Regions from separate parts of the Mus musculus genome. Here region 1 is linked to region 2. The links are chromatin contacts, called in public Hi-C maps. All regions are on one chromosome and are shown on one strand. Each heading gives the region's core, a stretch centred on a gene start, on an enhancer-like site or on the middle of the called end of the contact. The rest is flanking DNA. Distances are from core to core; before and after follow the strand shown.

Region 1 (3,229 bases), core at 562-3,061, 150 kb after region 2:
CCTAGCCAACCAAGCTGACCCAGGAAGATAGCCACAGCAAGGGAAATGAACCTGTTGGCTTTGCTGCCTCCTACAGAGAGGAGATGCTGTTAGTGCAGAGTCTCCCACAGATAGCAGGAGAGCTGAGCTCCTTGCTTCTCCTGGCCTGAGCCCACACCAACCTTGAAGCAGAAGCTGGCAGCAGGGGAAGAGATCTATGGGACCTCGTTGAGATTTCACACGCAATAAAGTTGACTTGTGATCGGAATAAGAAAAAGAACAGGCCAGCATCTTCCTGCGGCCTCTCCCCAGCTTCAACATGACCATCCGGGGGCAGGGGGGGGTGCAGGGGAGTGATCAGTTTACTTGCCTCAAGCCAGGGAGCTATAGCTACCCTGGTCCCTTGCCCGCACTGTACCATGCAAGGTTGAAAAAGGAGCATCCGGACAGTTCAGCAGATACAGGCATGTCCACCAAGCGTTTGATGCGCAGAACCCACACAGTAGAAGGAGAGAACCGATTCCTGCAAGTTCCCCTCCCAACCTCCATTTGCACCACAACCCCTCATGTGTACACAGGGCATGCACACACATAGACAATGATAACACATTTTATTATTATTATTATTTCAAGAAGAATTAGCACACATACTTTTTTTCTCCTCACAAATAGGCTTTTTTTTTTTTACTGTGGAAACCAGGCTAAATAAAGTTTAAAAATTTAAAAAGAGATGGTAAAATATGAGATGACATCAACATGTGTCAGCTCTGAACCTTACAGGGAGTTGGCCCTGGTGGGCTTGAGGGGATGGGGGTTCATTAGGAGCAGAGATCAAGATGAGGAACAGAGGGTAAGTGTTGTATGTGTGTGTGGGTGGGGGGGGGGTGTCCCAATATTCTTGGGAACAGGTCTGCCAACCATGGCTGCCCTTTCATCCACAGGCCTCCCTGCCTTGGCACCCACTTTCTGTGCAGAACTGAGCCTGGCCAGCAACGTCTGACTGCAGTACCAGGTGACCTTGACACAGTCACCTGACTGCAGTACCAGGTGACCTTGACAGTCACACCTTTAGAAGCATCAAAGCCAGGGTAGGCGTGCTCCAGCCATGCCCAAGTCCAAGTTTCTGCCCCATACCTGCTGCCAGACAAGAACTGAGCAAGGAGCCTAGCCCACCCCATGTCCAAAGCCTCTTTTCTTGATCAGCACGAAGCCCAATCCAGGTGGGTCCTGGATTGATATTAATTAATTAGCAAAGTTTTCCCTCTTGCCAGAGCAGCTCTGACTGGTGGTGTCAGGTGGGTAGGGGTGAGGGTGTTGTCCTCAGGAGTCCTAAATCCAAGCCCCAGGGCATCACTAAAACAGTGCACAGGGCCTTAGACTGGCTGCCTCCTCCCTCTCTTCAGGGACCTGGGATAAGACCCAGCTTCCAGCATTCCTGTTCCAAGTGACAAGGGCACAAGCCCTTGTCAAAGCACAGCCTTCCTTCATCCCTCTCTGCTGTGCTGAACTGCCTATCGTGACAGTCCCCCAACCCTGCACCACAGGGAGACCCAGAAACCCAGCCAGAACCCTGCCTAACGAGAAGGCAAGTGCTTGACACCACGTCCTGTTCCACAGGCAGTCTCCTGCCGGGAGACATGGGGGCACTTCTGGGAAATAAGCTGTGGACAACAAGGGTGCCTTTGTATTTTAGACCTGCTGCCACTCTCTGGCTGGGTGACCTGGGGCAAATTAATTACCCTCTCTGAGCCTTGGTTCACCCTCAGTCCTAAGAATAATCACAACCTCAAGGGATAATTGTAGAGTGGAAAGAGATGAATACCAAGCACTTAAAGCACTCAGCCCCTCCTCCCTCCAGGCCAAGCATCTTGTTTACCCTTGCTTTAGGCACAGGACTGCACAGAGTAGTCTCTGTGTTCCCTTCTTTCTAAAGAAAAGACGAAATACACTGGGCCATTGTCACTCTTGCCAATACATTGTCTCATTCAGTTCCCATAGCAGCCTGGCATGGTCCAGCACTTGCTGTCCATGGGTCTCAAGTGCAGGAATTCAATCACCCATGGTTTGAAAATATTTGGAAAAAAACATATTGGGTTTGTATTGAAGAAGCACTGGCCCTCTCCCTTACTATCCTTTAGCAGAGCATTTAAACATAATAGCACAACTATTTACGTCCCATCGTGTCGTTTTATTGGGGTAGCTTATGGAGTGTGGAGATGCTGTGAAGGGTGAGAGGAAGTAAAGAGATATGCAAATCATATGCAAATATAGCACCACCTCAGAGGAGGGGCTTCAGGACCTGTGGCTTTGCCATCCATCATGGAGACTATGGATGGAGGTTAATATACAGTTAGGGAAATCATTGTGTCATCAGGCCAAGAGCTCACTGACAGTGGTCCCTAGGTGGGCCTATGTGTAGGACACATAAGCTATTGTGTCTAAGGTCCTAAGCTAAGGGTAGGACCATGGATATCGGTGAAGTTAAGAAAGGGAGGAAAGGAGCTAAAACCTGCCTGTGAAAGAGCTGATGGTCACCAGCAGGGATGCCTGTACTGGACATCCCAGGGATGGTGCAGGACACAGCCACTTAGATGGCCTGGACCCCGCTGAGACTGCCTTAAACATCCCCATGATGTCCGTAGGTGGGGGATTGCCTGACATGGACCCCTAAGTGTCTAGCTCTTTGCATGACTCTCCTGAAATCTGATCCCAAAGAGCCCACACTGGCCTCGAGGCTAAGGACACCTCACCTGAACTAAGCTCCATCACTGGTCAAACTATTCTCTTCTCCAAATCTCAGTTACCCTCTGTGAAATGGGTGTAAGCATAGGATCTGCTCCTCGTGGCTGTTAGGATGCTAAACATGAACAAATGTGTCACCAGTGTACCACATAAACAAGCCTCCTTGCCAGCAAATGTCGGCCATTGATATTTGCTCCTATTGCTGAAGCAACAGAGGACTGACTTGGTGTCACCTGCCTCTCTCCCTCAGAATGTGGTGGGCCACACCTGCCACAGAAGTTCAGGGGATTAGGCCTCTCAAGTCTCCCACTCTCTCACAGCAAGCTCAGCTTCCATTCGGAACTTGCTCGGGATTCGTGTGGTGTGGGACGCACTGGATCCCAGAACCACTGCAAAGCACACGGGAGGCTGTAGGACTAATGTGCCTTGCCTCATCTCTGCTCTCTTCTCCCTCAGTCACCAAAATCCTAGCGCTCTCAGCTTCTTCCTCTTGTTCCAGACTAGATAA
Region 2 (3,627 bases), core at 148-2,647:
GCTTTTTGGCAAAGGAACAGAGAATGGTGTTAAGAAAGCAAACCAGTAGAAGTCAGTTCCAAATTGCAATTTTTAAAAAAAAAAAAAAAAGCAATAACCTTCCCAGCTCTCATGTACGATTCTAGAAAGTACGGCGAAAAGCAAACCAAGATTCTTTTGACACACCAGGAAGAAGGCTAATGGCCTGGATTCTAGGCCATGCTGGGCACTGGTGGGAGGGGGCACCATTAAGATGCCATATACGGGGCGTGCCTTCACTGCACTCAGGGAAGTAGAGTCAGGCTAACCAGTGAGAGGTGGCTTTGATAAACCACAAAGGTCAACTGTGATTTATTAAAGTGACCTTGTTTTTTTTCCTTGTGGGTCCTGACCCTCCTCCTTTCCTGGCCTTCCTGCCTCTCAGAGAGAGAGTCCAGCACGGTAAGTGAAGGTGCTTTTGGTGTAGGGATGGGGTGCGGGAGGAAGATGGGCCTGCCTAGAGGCCTGTTCCTAGAATTACAGGCCTGGCAAGTAGCCTGTGCTACCCACAGCTAACCCCAGTTTCCCGTTCTGCTCTGTGGGTGGAAGCTGGGGTTTTTATTTATCATTTGTTTATGTGTGCCCACAGCTAGAAGACCTGGCTTCAGGACTGGTATGTGGGTGACGGTGTCTCTACCCATATTCAGTACTAGGGGTAGTTACTGTCTATCATAATATAGGAGTTGCTGTCCTCTGTTGAGTGACCTTTAATTAGGGAAGCTGTTTAACTCTAGGCACTTGCCTGAGTGACCTCCAAAGCCCCCCTTACAAAGAGACATGGTCAACTGAAGCCATTAGCCCACCAACCTACATCTTCCAAGGGGCTCTTTGGAGTCACTGGCCTGAGCCCTGCGTTCCCGATGCTGCCTAGGTTGATGATGGTTCATCAGCCCCGTAGGCTGGATGCCTACTTCCGGCATAATCCCGAGCCCTCCTTTCTCCAGATGCCCAAGGTTTCTCCCTGCTCTGCACTTTGACTCTGTTGAAAAAAGTGCTAGCTAGCAGGTATTAAGGCCAGGCCGCCTGCGTGTCTGCCAGCTCAGAGATTTGCTGTAAATCTTTCTGATCACACCGAGGCTCCAAGGTTCTGTTTCAAGTGAATAAGCCCTCTGAATAAGCACACTGGAGTCTGGATAAAAAAAAAAAATCCTCCAGCGATTAGCAGAGCTATTTTATTCTTCATCGCAGAGCTTGTATCCGGGACCATCTTAATCTGCTAGGATGGCTCTCCTTATTACCTCATGTTAAGTAGGGCTTGGAATGTCAGGCCTTTAACTAGCCGTCCAGGCAGCAGCCTCCTCGGGAAGCTCTCTCTGCTTGACCCGCCTTCCTTTCCAATCCCTCCCTCCATCCAGACTGTTCTCATACCTCCCTCCCATTAGCTGTCTCTTCTTGCCCTGCCTGCCTGCCTGCTCAGAAATCCAGGCCCCGCCCGCCCCCTTGGGCTCAGGAATGGCTAGGCACAGAAGAAAGGATTGATTAAAGCTCAAGTCCATTTTGATTGCTTTGGTGTTGATCCTTAAACAGTGGCATACTTTTGGAGAGGCAGTTTCCCTACATAGAAGCTGGACTAGGTATGTCCACCTGCGTTGTCTCCCAACCCCACCCCCAACCTCCACCCCTCCCCAGCTTCAATCCAATCTCAGCCTTATGAGGTCTTGTGTCTTGACCTTGGAGCCCCTGTCTCCTCCTGCATGTCATGGGGATTACCCTGCCAGACGGCCTCTCAGCTTTGGATAGGCAGACCCCCTGTAGCAGGGCTCATTACTTGGTTAGCAGGAGGCCTTCCCCAGGAAGTGGGCATTGAAGCCCATTACCTACTTCTTCATACCTATTCGCTTTTGGCTTTGTGCCCTTGCTGAAAGCTTTCTGCCAGAAACCCAGAGGGACCCCCAAGTGTGCAGCCCCCCCCCAATAATGCTCCTGGCATCCAAGCTAGGCTGACTCAACATGGGAGCTGGGGAATGAACAGGGATGAATCCCATGACATCCTAGGGCTGGGCAGCTCAGGGAGGGCACCAGTGGGGGATGGGGAGTACTCTGGGGGCTGCATCCTCAGGGCCATGGTGTTGGATGGTGGAGATTGAAATAATCAGCCTTAGGAAAACAGCTTGTCAACAGTCAAGGCCTCCGGCAGGAAGGACAAGGCTGTGTCAGAGAGGGGAGGGGGCCGGGTGGACAGGCTGGAAGCTGTCCCAGAGGGGTTAGTCTGGAGTCCAATTAGAGGTAGCTTCATTCATATTTCCTTGCCTAGCTGAAGCAATAAAAAATACTTAGTTTTTTGGCCGCCTGCCAACCAGAGGCGGGCTGGATCGATGCCGCTAAATGCCTGACATGACTCTCCGGTAGCGGCGAGGGTTTTCAGCCTGACTGCATGAGAAGAAAGAGTTCCCTGTTCTCGCACTGGGTCGCAAGGAGAAACACGAGCAGCCACCCCGTCCCCTCCCTCCTCTCCATCACCCGCCTGCGCAGGGGCAGCCAGCCTGAGGGGCTGGAAGCATTTCTGCTTAGCACGGGGTGGCCGCCACCATCGGAGGAAATGAAATGAAATGACGGTGATTTTTTTTTCTGCCTGTGCTTGCAGCAACTAATTGAATTGCGGCTGTGAGCGCATCGCCGCCGCTCGCCCGGCTGCGGGGAAGGTTGAGCTGCAGTTCCATTATAACCTCCATTTTTTTTCTTCAAGGCTTGATAACTCTGCCATTTTAATTTGCTTCAGGCAGAAACTTGGCAGGGAAGGGCTGCCCAGAAAACCGGCTTAGGAAAGGAAATTAAGTTCTGCGGCTGGCTCCCTCCCACACCATTCCCCCAAACCCATCCACCTGCTGGCCACCCCGCCTCGTTCCTTGCCAGTGAACCCCATCCCTGGGCCAGCATTGGCCTCTAGTAAAATGGGGAAAGGAGACAAGAAGGGTTACCGTACCTGCCTTTAGTGTCCCTCTTTGTAAGCACATCGTCTTGCTCTGGAGTCCCACACGACTCCAGCATGCATCTTTAGCCTGTGTGGACTCCAGCATGCGTCTTTAGCCTGTGTGGACTCCAGCATACATCTTTAGCATGTGTGGACTTGTGGCCACTCTTATCCCTGTAGTTAGACCGGGGTTCTCTGACTCATCCTATCACTCCTGACATTAATGTCAGTCTGAACAAGGGTAGGTTTATCAGTACTTTTCTTATCACTAGGATAAGATAACTGGATCGAGGAAGGATTATTTGGCTCATGGTTTGAGGGTGTACAGTCCGTTATGGTCACATTGTGACTTGGAGGAAGCAGGAGTGTGGGGTGACTGGTTACATCCTAGCCACAGTTAGGAAGAAGCTGGCCTGTATCAGAACTCCCCTATAATCCCCTGTGGCCCTGTGTCTGCCAGCCAGAATCCATGTCCAGAAGGTTCCAAGGACAACCCCTCCCCCCAATCAGCTGGGACCCCTTAGCCTGTGGAGCACTTCACATTCAAACAGTGGTGCTTGAGGTAAGCCATTGAGTTCACTGAGGGGGCGCTAGGCCTTCAAGGTTTGCAGATTAGCCCTTGCCAGAGGTTCCCCCTCCCTGTGCACAGCCACAGGACACCCTGCTTCCAGCCTTCCCTGCTGCTCACCTGCCTCAGA

The links. A called contact is a pair of places that touch in the nucleus more often than the background predicts.
Region 1: a contact with region 2 is called in a Hi-C map of forebrain, with 2.4 times the contacts expected there. The contact joins two enhancer-like sites. A contact is called at or near these places in 3 of 484 Hi-C or Micro-C datasets (forebrain, neural progenitor cells and trophoblast stem cells), 5 of 115 datasets of contacts at active chromatin or transcription factors (astrocytes, embryonic basal ganglia, neural progenitor cells and 1 more) and 1 of 9 other capture datasets (adipose tissue).

The regions. Positions count from the first base shown.
Region 1 is chr9:61,548,275-61,551,503 of GRCm38.p6, forward strand. No RefSeq gene overlaps it. Among named protein-coding and RNA genes, the nearest start is that of Gm34424, 40 kb to the left of the region's middle. Within about 2 kb of position 1,812, at least 47 of the 459 cell types and tissues checked have an H3K27ac peak or open chromatin away from gene starts, as enhancers often do. A contact at or near this core is called in astrocytes, embryonic basal ganglia, forebrain and 1 more, where this site is marked.
Region 2 is chr9:61,403,049-61,406,675 of GRCm38.p6, forward strand. It overlaps Tle3 (transducin-like enhancer of split 3), which reads left to right. Exons shown (of 20, transcript NM_009389.2): 8 at 404-420. Among named protein-coding and RNA genes, the nearest start is that of Tle3, 32 kb to the left of the region's middle. Within about 2 kb of position 1,398, at least 106 of the 459 cell types and tissues checked have an H3K27ac peak or open chromatin away from gene starts, as enhancers often do. A contact at or near this core is called in astrocytes, embryonic basal ganglia, forebrain and 1 more, where this site is marked.